Regions from separate parts of the Zea mays genome. Here region 2 is linked to region 1. A link is a contact called in public Hi-C data. All regions are on one chromosome and are shown on one strand. Each heading gives the region's core, a stretch centred on a gene start, on an enhancer-like site or on the middle of the called end of the contact. The rest is flanking DNA. Distances are from core to core; before and after follow the strand shown.

Region 1 (4,127 bases), core at 357-2,856:
CCATCTATCCCCTGCCAGAGTAAGAAGCAAGATAGATCTTCTAGAAAATTGCACTCTGATGTATACTTACGAATTTCTATCATGTGAAACTGTTACGATTTTGTTGGATGATTTACTCCAGTCTATCCCCGAAACCATCTGATCATGCTGCAAAATATCAATAGAAATAAAACACTGAATTGCATTCTAATTAGGGGGTACAGAAATAATGTTTATCTACCTTTGACAGAACATGAAGTTTCTCCCACTTGTCTGTGAAGAATTTATAGATATGTACTTCATGGTTGTTTGGACAAAAGGCAATCACTGGAAGAGAAGAGAAGTTTTCCAGACAAATTTAAGATCAAACTCCCTGATAGGTTCAAATGCAAGATAACAGTAACAATAGAAAAACAGAAACACCATGTATGTTTAGCAGAATCACTCTAAAGCTGGCAGTTGCTTTGTTCTTAAATTGCAATAGGGCCTTTTGCATACACCATCATCTATTTTGGGGCATATTTCCTACAAACAATTGTGACAGCCTCCTATACACCATAGGCAACTTCATAATAGAGGAAAGACATTATTTAATCACCCATTTGAAAGGAAATACTTAATACAATCATGAATCACATAGTCTACTCTTCCTACAAGGCTATTGTCACCATATAAAGAAATACATAGCAAAGTCAGGGGTCCATTTGATTGATCCAACCATTTCAGGGAACTTGCTCAAAGAGTCATCTGGCATTGAAGTAGATACCATGCCTAGTTTAGAGTTATACTAGGGCAAAAATGAATGGAAGGGTGTGTCCAGAAGGCACCTGGAGCGAACACCGGTCCATTTTGCTTTATTATGAACATGATGCCAAGACCAGGCCTGGTTCTCATGATGGTCCATGGTCCACATGAATGGAACGCATTGATACCTCATAAGTGTAAACCAGCACAGGAGGTAGCGCAGGTAGCCATGCTTTGGCATCGCCTAGCCACGAGGTCGAACCCATCGAATTTTCGTTTTTGGCTTGGATCATAATGAAGTGCGATTTAAATACGATTGTGCTTTAGCCTAACACGAAACATCCCAGACGCACTGGAAGGTATGGCAGCCTAGGTGGCACAGCAGACCCAGAAAGGGTAAAAGCGAGGACAGGGCAATAGTGAGAAGCAGGGCAGGAGGATTGATCCACCTAGCGATGCGATATGGCCCCGCATCCAGATGCCCAACGGGAGAGCCCGTAGTGCGGGCGTGCGGCAGCCAGAGCGAGACTTTGATCCCCGAGGACGCGAGAGGGCAGCACCGAACAGAAACCCTAAGGAACCCGATCCCCCGCGCGCTAACCTGCGGACGAGCTACGCCGGGCACACGGCGACTGGGCATCGGAACGGACGAGCGGGCGCGGGAGCGAGATCTAGAGCACAAACGGGGGGAGAGAGGAGGCCAGGAGGGGAAGGGCGTTTGTCTTACTCGACTGGTCCGGGCTCCAGGCGTGGCAGGTGATGCACTCGGCGAACTGGTGGATCGCCACCGCCGCCATCGGGGCAGGCGAGGCCAGCGGCGGGACGGGAGGCCGGGACGAATCGGTCGACGCTCCCCTTCCCCCTCGCTGTAGCGCACAGGAGAGGAGAGGTAGAGTGGAGAGAGGCAAAAGGAAATGCTACTCCACCTCCACTATACTACTGTACAGCTATATACTACAGGCCGTCGTTATAGATAGGCTGTCTTTGCTTGCTTTCATTTGTCGCTGGGCACACGCACGAGCGCGGCCCACCAGCAATGGCGGCGGCAGCGAGGGCCCACCGGATGCCCACCTCGCGCAATGCCCACGGGAGAGCAGAGGGCCCAACCAGACCCAGCATGGGCACAAGGTTAGGGTTAGCTTAGGTCCCGTTGGGTTCCTTTGGGTTCTTTTCATAATCCCCTATCTACTATATCTCTACTAATCTCTACTAATCTATATGTATCTATTATAGGCGTCCACACCCAGCTTCACCATGCCCCCGCCGGGCCGCCCTTCCCCACCGCCCCTCGCCTCGGGATCCAGCAGCGCGCATGCCGGCCCCGTCCCCGCCATTCCCGCCCGCAGTCCCCGCCCTTCCCCACCCTGTGCACCAAATGCCCCCCGCCTCCGTTCGCTCGACCCGCTACGCCATCCCCGCTCCCGCGCCCCAATCCTTCTAGCCGGGATGGCCGCCCTGCCCCGCACCCCCTGGGTGTACAAATGTTGCGCGACGGCCACGACCGCGCCCTCTCAAGATGACCGCCCGGCGCATGCTGGATCATGTCCGCCGACAACCGGCCATTAGAAGCTGAGGAGCCCCCGCCCTCCGTCCTCGAGGCCGCCACCCAGCCCCCATTCGAAAACGGTGCCGCCACCTCGCCCCCGTCCGAGATTGGCGCTCGCACCCTGCACCCCGTCCTCGGCGCCGCCGCCACCACCGCCACCTATCACAGCACCGGCAAACTACTCCCTCTCTCATGTGTTCGCTCCCTCCATGTGCATCGCTCCCTTTCTCCAAGCACGAGTGCGTCTCCTTCCCCGCTCGTCTGCTCTCTTCCTCCTCCTGCAGCCCCGCATGCCGCCTCACACCAACCCCTGGTTCATCATCGTGCCTCAAATCCTCTACTCGCCACCGCACATCTCGCTGTCCAAACACATTTCCTGATTTCCTGATTCATCCTCCTCCCATTCATCTTCCTCCAGATCTCGCCTTCGCTCATCGTAAGCAGTAATAAGGGAGTTCCAGGAGGCCGCATCGAGACAGTTGATCTCGTCGAACACCCAACGCGTGAAGGTGAGGCACTTCATCCGTTCGATGTGGCAGCGAGGGGGGCGGTGGACACAGTGGGAGGTGGTGGTGGTGTCCAACGACCGTGGCAGTAGGCGAGGCGAAGCAGCTACCGGTGGTGGGGCGAGAGTGGAGCCCACGTCACATGTTGTACCACGTGCAAGGGGGTTCTTACGCGAGCTCACAATCATCGCCGAGGTGATCTCCTTCGTCATCACAGTCGCCCGAGGCGGCTACTGAGGCGGATGGTGGTGCTTCGAGGCCGTGGCGGTCTAGGTGTGAAATCGTGGAATGGTTGTCCTCCCTTGTTTCTGGTAAGATTTCTGTACCCGGGTTGTGCTTTCTAGAGTTGGATGCAGATTTGGATGATTCTGAGTGGGGCTCGACGAGTTTGGTCCTGTTTTTGGCTCAATTTAGTGCTATTTTTCGTTCAAATTGCTCTGGTTTTGGTTCGGTAGAAAGAGGTTCATGTTCTGGTCCGCTTCTCTGCGTGTTTGGATTTGTTTTGCGCCGTGAAACATGAGAGTTTTTGGGATTTACAAGGATTTCTTTGGCTGATTTGTGTGCTCCATGTCTAGAGTTCCTTGGCGAACAGTCGGTTGGTTTTTTAGTCTGGATTTGGGCATCTCCCGCACGTCTCGATCTTTCCCGCTGTAGTCCATGTTTCCTTGCACATTTGATGCAGGAGGGATGGTTTCTGTTTATGCAATCTTGACGCGCTCAACAAATATATTTTCTCTTCTTTAGGCGCTTGCATCTTCTAGGAAAATGGGTTGGGATTAAGTTTCATGTTTAAGGTACACAGATGTTTTGCTTTCACTAGACCATCACACGTCCTTCGGACGCCCCACAATAGATTGACAAAATTAAATTGGTTGAAGCTTAATAGACAATGTTAGCATCTCATCAAACCAGTGGTAATGCTCATAACTGAGCTAGAAGCATATTGAAAAACACCTTTTAACAACCATCCGTCTCAAGTATTCAAGTGTATGAGACAGTACATTTAAGCGGTCAGCTCATGATCCAAGTGTGTCAGCAGTCAGTGACACGTATGCTTCTATTTTTGGGGTTTCCCCCTAATTCTATTCATCAACAATTAATTGTATGAGTAAGTTTTGATGAATGTTTTTTATCTTAATTATCTTATTAACGTTGAGTGTTGGGTTAGCGTATATATAGTACTAAATCAGCATGTTTTTTAGTTTTCACATGTGTATTCAGAACCAGTCTTTAACTTCCATGCATATGAAGAATTCAAATCATACCATGTATAGGTGATGACGATGCCGATGACCCTTACAACTATGTCTACCATGACTCACCTCATCAGCACCATGTTTTGAAAAAGGTCC
Region 2 (3,922 bases), core at 756-3,255, 200 kb before region 1:
AGGAGCCCGGCAGCCAGCCTCCAGATCATCCCAGATCCCAGTTCGCTTTCGCCTCTCTTCATAGCTGAGCCGCCTTTTAGTTCTCTTCGTCCCGACCGCAGAGGTGCATCTGCGATCAGGAGAGCAGGTTTCCGGAACCCTTCGTCTTCTAGATCCTGCACCGGGAGAGGGCGAATAAGGTTTTTGGGAAGCGTCTTCACGCGACTGCTCGTGATCTGCTGACCTCGTCGACTCTGCTGATTTCGCTACTTCGACATCGTCGACCCTGCTGATTCCGGCACGTGCCATCTATCAGTATGTCTAATCAGTACGCATCTTCTGATTTGGCTTGTTATTTCAGTTCTTCTGATTTGGTCATGATTTATATTCGGAATTTAAACTGGAATTTGTCTAATTATTCAACAAAAACTCCCTCTGTTTTCAGTAGGCATATTAGGAAAGTTTAACTTTGCGAATTTTGACCAACAATTTGTCAATAATACGCATTTTGGATGTCTAAAAGTTATATGAACAGATTCATAATTCAAATATTTGTAAATATGGCATTGATTTTGCAACAATTGATAATACATTGGAAAAAGAAACTGGTGGTCGAAGTACACCCCTAAAGCTTTTTATCAAATCCTAGTACACTTACTAAAAATGAATGGAGTATATAGCAACCCATTATATGCTACAGCTCGGAATCAGATGAAGAATGCTCACATCATCCTTGAGACTGTCGCCAACCATGATCACTTCGTGTGGTGGAATGTTCCAAGCGGAGCATATGTGAAGCAGTGGAGCAGGATTTGGTTTATAGGGGCGAAATTCTCTGCTCAGTGCAGGAGTGAACGTCATCTGCAGAAATCCCAAACACAAATGTAGAGAAGAATAAACACACTAAATGCAGTGGCATTATAATTAAAAGAATGTACATCTAGAAAATATTACTACATTATGCTAATACAGACTACGCAGGTATGGGGATCAAGAAACAACCAAACGGGCATGACGAATTAATGATCAGAAAGAGGGTGATGAAACAACTTACACCAAATCTTTGGTGGAACAAATCAACTGTGTCCTTCACATTACGGGTGATCAAACCTCTTCTGCAAAAAATTTGAGGCCAGAAATCAATGCTGAATATACATCCCTAACACAACAAATGACTGACAGACCAAAAGAACAACGATTGCAGTTATTCATGAATATTGGGCAAGATAAACTGAACTCAATTTTAAAATGACACCCACACAAGCTTGACAGTAGTTCCATCTTCCATGATGTGGAGGCAGCAAGCACTGACCTGATCTGCTTCGCGTCCAGGAAGCCACACAGCTCCGAGGCCCCTGCGTACCCAGGACAAAATCGCAAGCAGTCACACACCACAAAATCGCGGGTACTCGCAGCAAGCAGCAAGCAGCAAGGCAAGCAGGGTGGAGTGGTGGTTGCCGGCTGACCGACCGGGCATGATCTGGAGGCGGTCGAGGCCCTCCCGCTCGAAGCGCGCGATGACCTCGTACGCGTGGCGCTGCTTGTCGGGCGCCCAGTCCTCGATGCAGTGGAGGATGTCGACGGAGCCTCCCCCCGAGCCGCGCGCCGCGGCGTAGGCGGCGTCCCCGCCGAGCACCTCGCGGTACATGGCCGGGAAATCGATGACTGGCACCGTGAGGGTGCCGTCCATGTCGAAGACCACCCCGCGCAGCGGACGCCTCGGCCCGGACGCGGGCGAGGCGGAGGCGGACATGGCCCGGCGGCCGGCGAGGACGCGGCGGCGGTGGAGGGGCGCGGCGCCCGAGGCGTGGGGCCCGCCAAGGAGCAGGCGGTGGGGCCCGTTGAGCAGGCGGGGGAGCATGCGTGCGTGGCGTGAGAGCGTGACCTGGGCCGCTGGATGGGCCCTCCCGTATCGGATGGCTTCGGCTGGGGTGGGGGGTTATGGGCTGCGCCTGACTTGTGTCCGTGTTGTGTGGTGCCTGCTGCGGCCTTCGGGTGGCGTTGGCCTGCCGCCTGCCTGGGTGGTGGCTGGCGGCCTTTCGCTGTCTCCAGGTTACCGCCTCCACTGCATTTTGGGTTCAGTCAGAGGCTACCTTTCTCTTGCCTTGCCAGTAAACAAGTCTAGCATTGCCCGACACTGTGATGCACATGCACTGATGCCTTGTCGAACGAGGATAGCGAGCCTGCTATCTGCTTAACCTTGCACAACCTTTGTTATCATGTGTAGGAGTATAATTATAATCAGCTTCTTATATTATGTTTAAATTATAACTCAGGCATCACTGCATGTGCAGATGTTGTAGGTCCAGCGATTCACAGTTGCGATCAAAGCCAAGCCATGCAGCAGCAGTATAGATTGATTTCTGCTCTGTGCCCTGTCATTTCTTGCAGTTGCAGTGCAGACCCGACAATCATCTTTTTGACCCCACTCCACCTCCTTTGGAGGCTATTCAATTCTTCGCTAGCTCCTATTCTACCGCCTCAACTCCACACAAAGGAATGATGTCGTACAGGTACAGTGACAGTCAATCTATCTCGTACGTCTGATCAGATTATAGTAAATAGTATTAGTGTTTATATCTTCAAATAAAATGCATATTCTACAACCAATCCAGTTATATTCGCTTTGAACCTTTTATTTAAATTTAAGAAAACATTCAATTATTCGATCTCTTGGAAAGAAAAGTAAGAATTGTACGTATCTCTTTTTGTGTGTCTACGGATGATGGAGTAGCTAGTACTAGTAGCACACATGTACCAGTGGTACCATGGCTCTTTGCATTGGCAGGACGGTGCACGAACTAACAAGCTCTGTCGTGTCAAGCCCTTAATATATAGCAGCACTTCACATCAGCGTCCGGTTTTCACTTAATCTGGTTTTATTTAACTATGCCGACCAAAATAATGATGCCCATTAGTATGTGTACTAGATTCTGCTACATGTATAACATGCTAAAAACAAAAGATAAAGCATTACGTTACTTTAAAATATATAAAGATGATATAAACAGAATAGACTATTGCGGTAGAGAATATTTCTCAAATTGGTTTTCTTTTTTTCTTTTTGGTTCACTTAGAGCATGACATTATTTATGATGTGGATGACAAAAAAACAATTCCTGTACTTGAACCGACTCTATACAGGCATACAGCCCTGTACTTGAATCTACTGTTTCTGCTTGTCTTCTTAGTTATGGGCTTGTTGGATTCATTTGACAAACAGATTACCGGTTAGCACCTTGGACTCCAAACAAACTAACTAATAAATTGACTAATTATTAGTCAAAAGGTTGATAGATTGTTTACACATTAACCATATTAACCATTTGACCTTGTTAATAGATGCTAATAAATCATAAAAAGATGAGAAAAAAAAGAAGATCCCTACCTCTATCGATTTCTTTACTTTCTCTCATGTCTAATTCTTTGATATGCACACATAAAACATACTATTTACTATGTTTTAGATATATATTAGCAAAAACTTTAAATATACTCTGACTAATTATTTGTCAATTAATTATTTACCGGCTAATTGTTAACCACTGATAAACAATTAGTTTGGAGGATCGAAGCAGGGCCTAACTCGTCACTGTGTTTTCGTTTTCACCCTCCTGATCAGTCCAGGGACCATCAGAATTCAATGGCCTCCATAAGAAGGTGAAGGTATGGCTGCATACCTGCACTCACGTACGTCAGGTCGCTTGTAAATTGAAGAGCACGCTCCGTTGTTTGGATCTAGAAATTCAATGCGTATTCATTAAATTGAGTACCGAAACTAAATCATCCTTGTATTAAAAATGGCTCACGATATCAAATCTATTGTTTGGATGTATATAGAATAGAATTGTGCATTTTCAAGATTAAATTAATTTCAAACATAATTACTACATGAACAATGGATAAAATCATGCATAACAAATAATAATAAGTTTGGATTAAA

Evidence for each region. A called contact is a pair of places that touch in the nucleus more often than the background predicts.
Region 2: a contact with region 1 is called in a Hi-C map of leaf, with 4 times the contacts expected there. The contact joins the promoter of LOC100273744 here to the promoter of LOC100282667 in region 1. A contact is called at or near these places in 4 of 25 Hi-C or Micro-C datasets (leaf, root tip and tassel).

Annotation. Positions count from the first base shown.
Region 1 is chr4:176,589,804-176,593,930 of Zm-B73-REFERENCE-NAM-5.0, reverse strand. LOC100282667 (actin-related protein 2/3 complex subunit 1B) reads right to left here and starts at 1,606. Exons shown (of 15, transcript NM_001155575.1): 1 at 1,451-1,606; 2 at 221-306; 3 at 71-147. The coding sequence starts at 1,520.
Region 2 is chr4:176,790,036-176,793,957 of Zm-B73-REFERENCE-NAM-5.0, reverse strand. It overlaps LOC100273744 (catalytic/ hydrolase/ phosphoglycolate phosphatase), which reads right to left and starts at 2,005. Exons shown (of 5, transcript NM_001148153.1): 1 at 1,450-2,005; 2 at 1,292-1,334; 3 at 1,034-1,094; 4 at 706-840. The coding sequence starts at 1,840.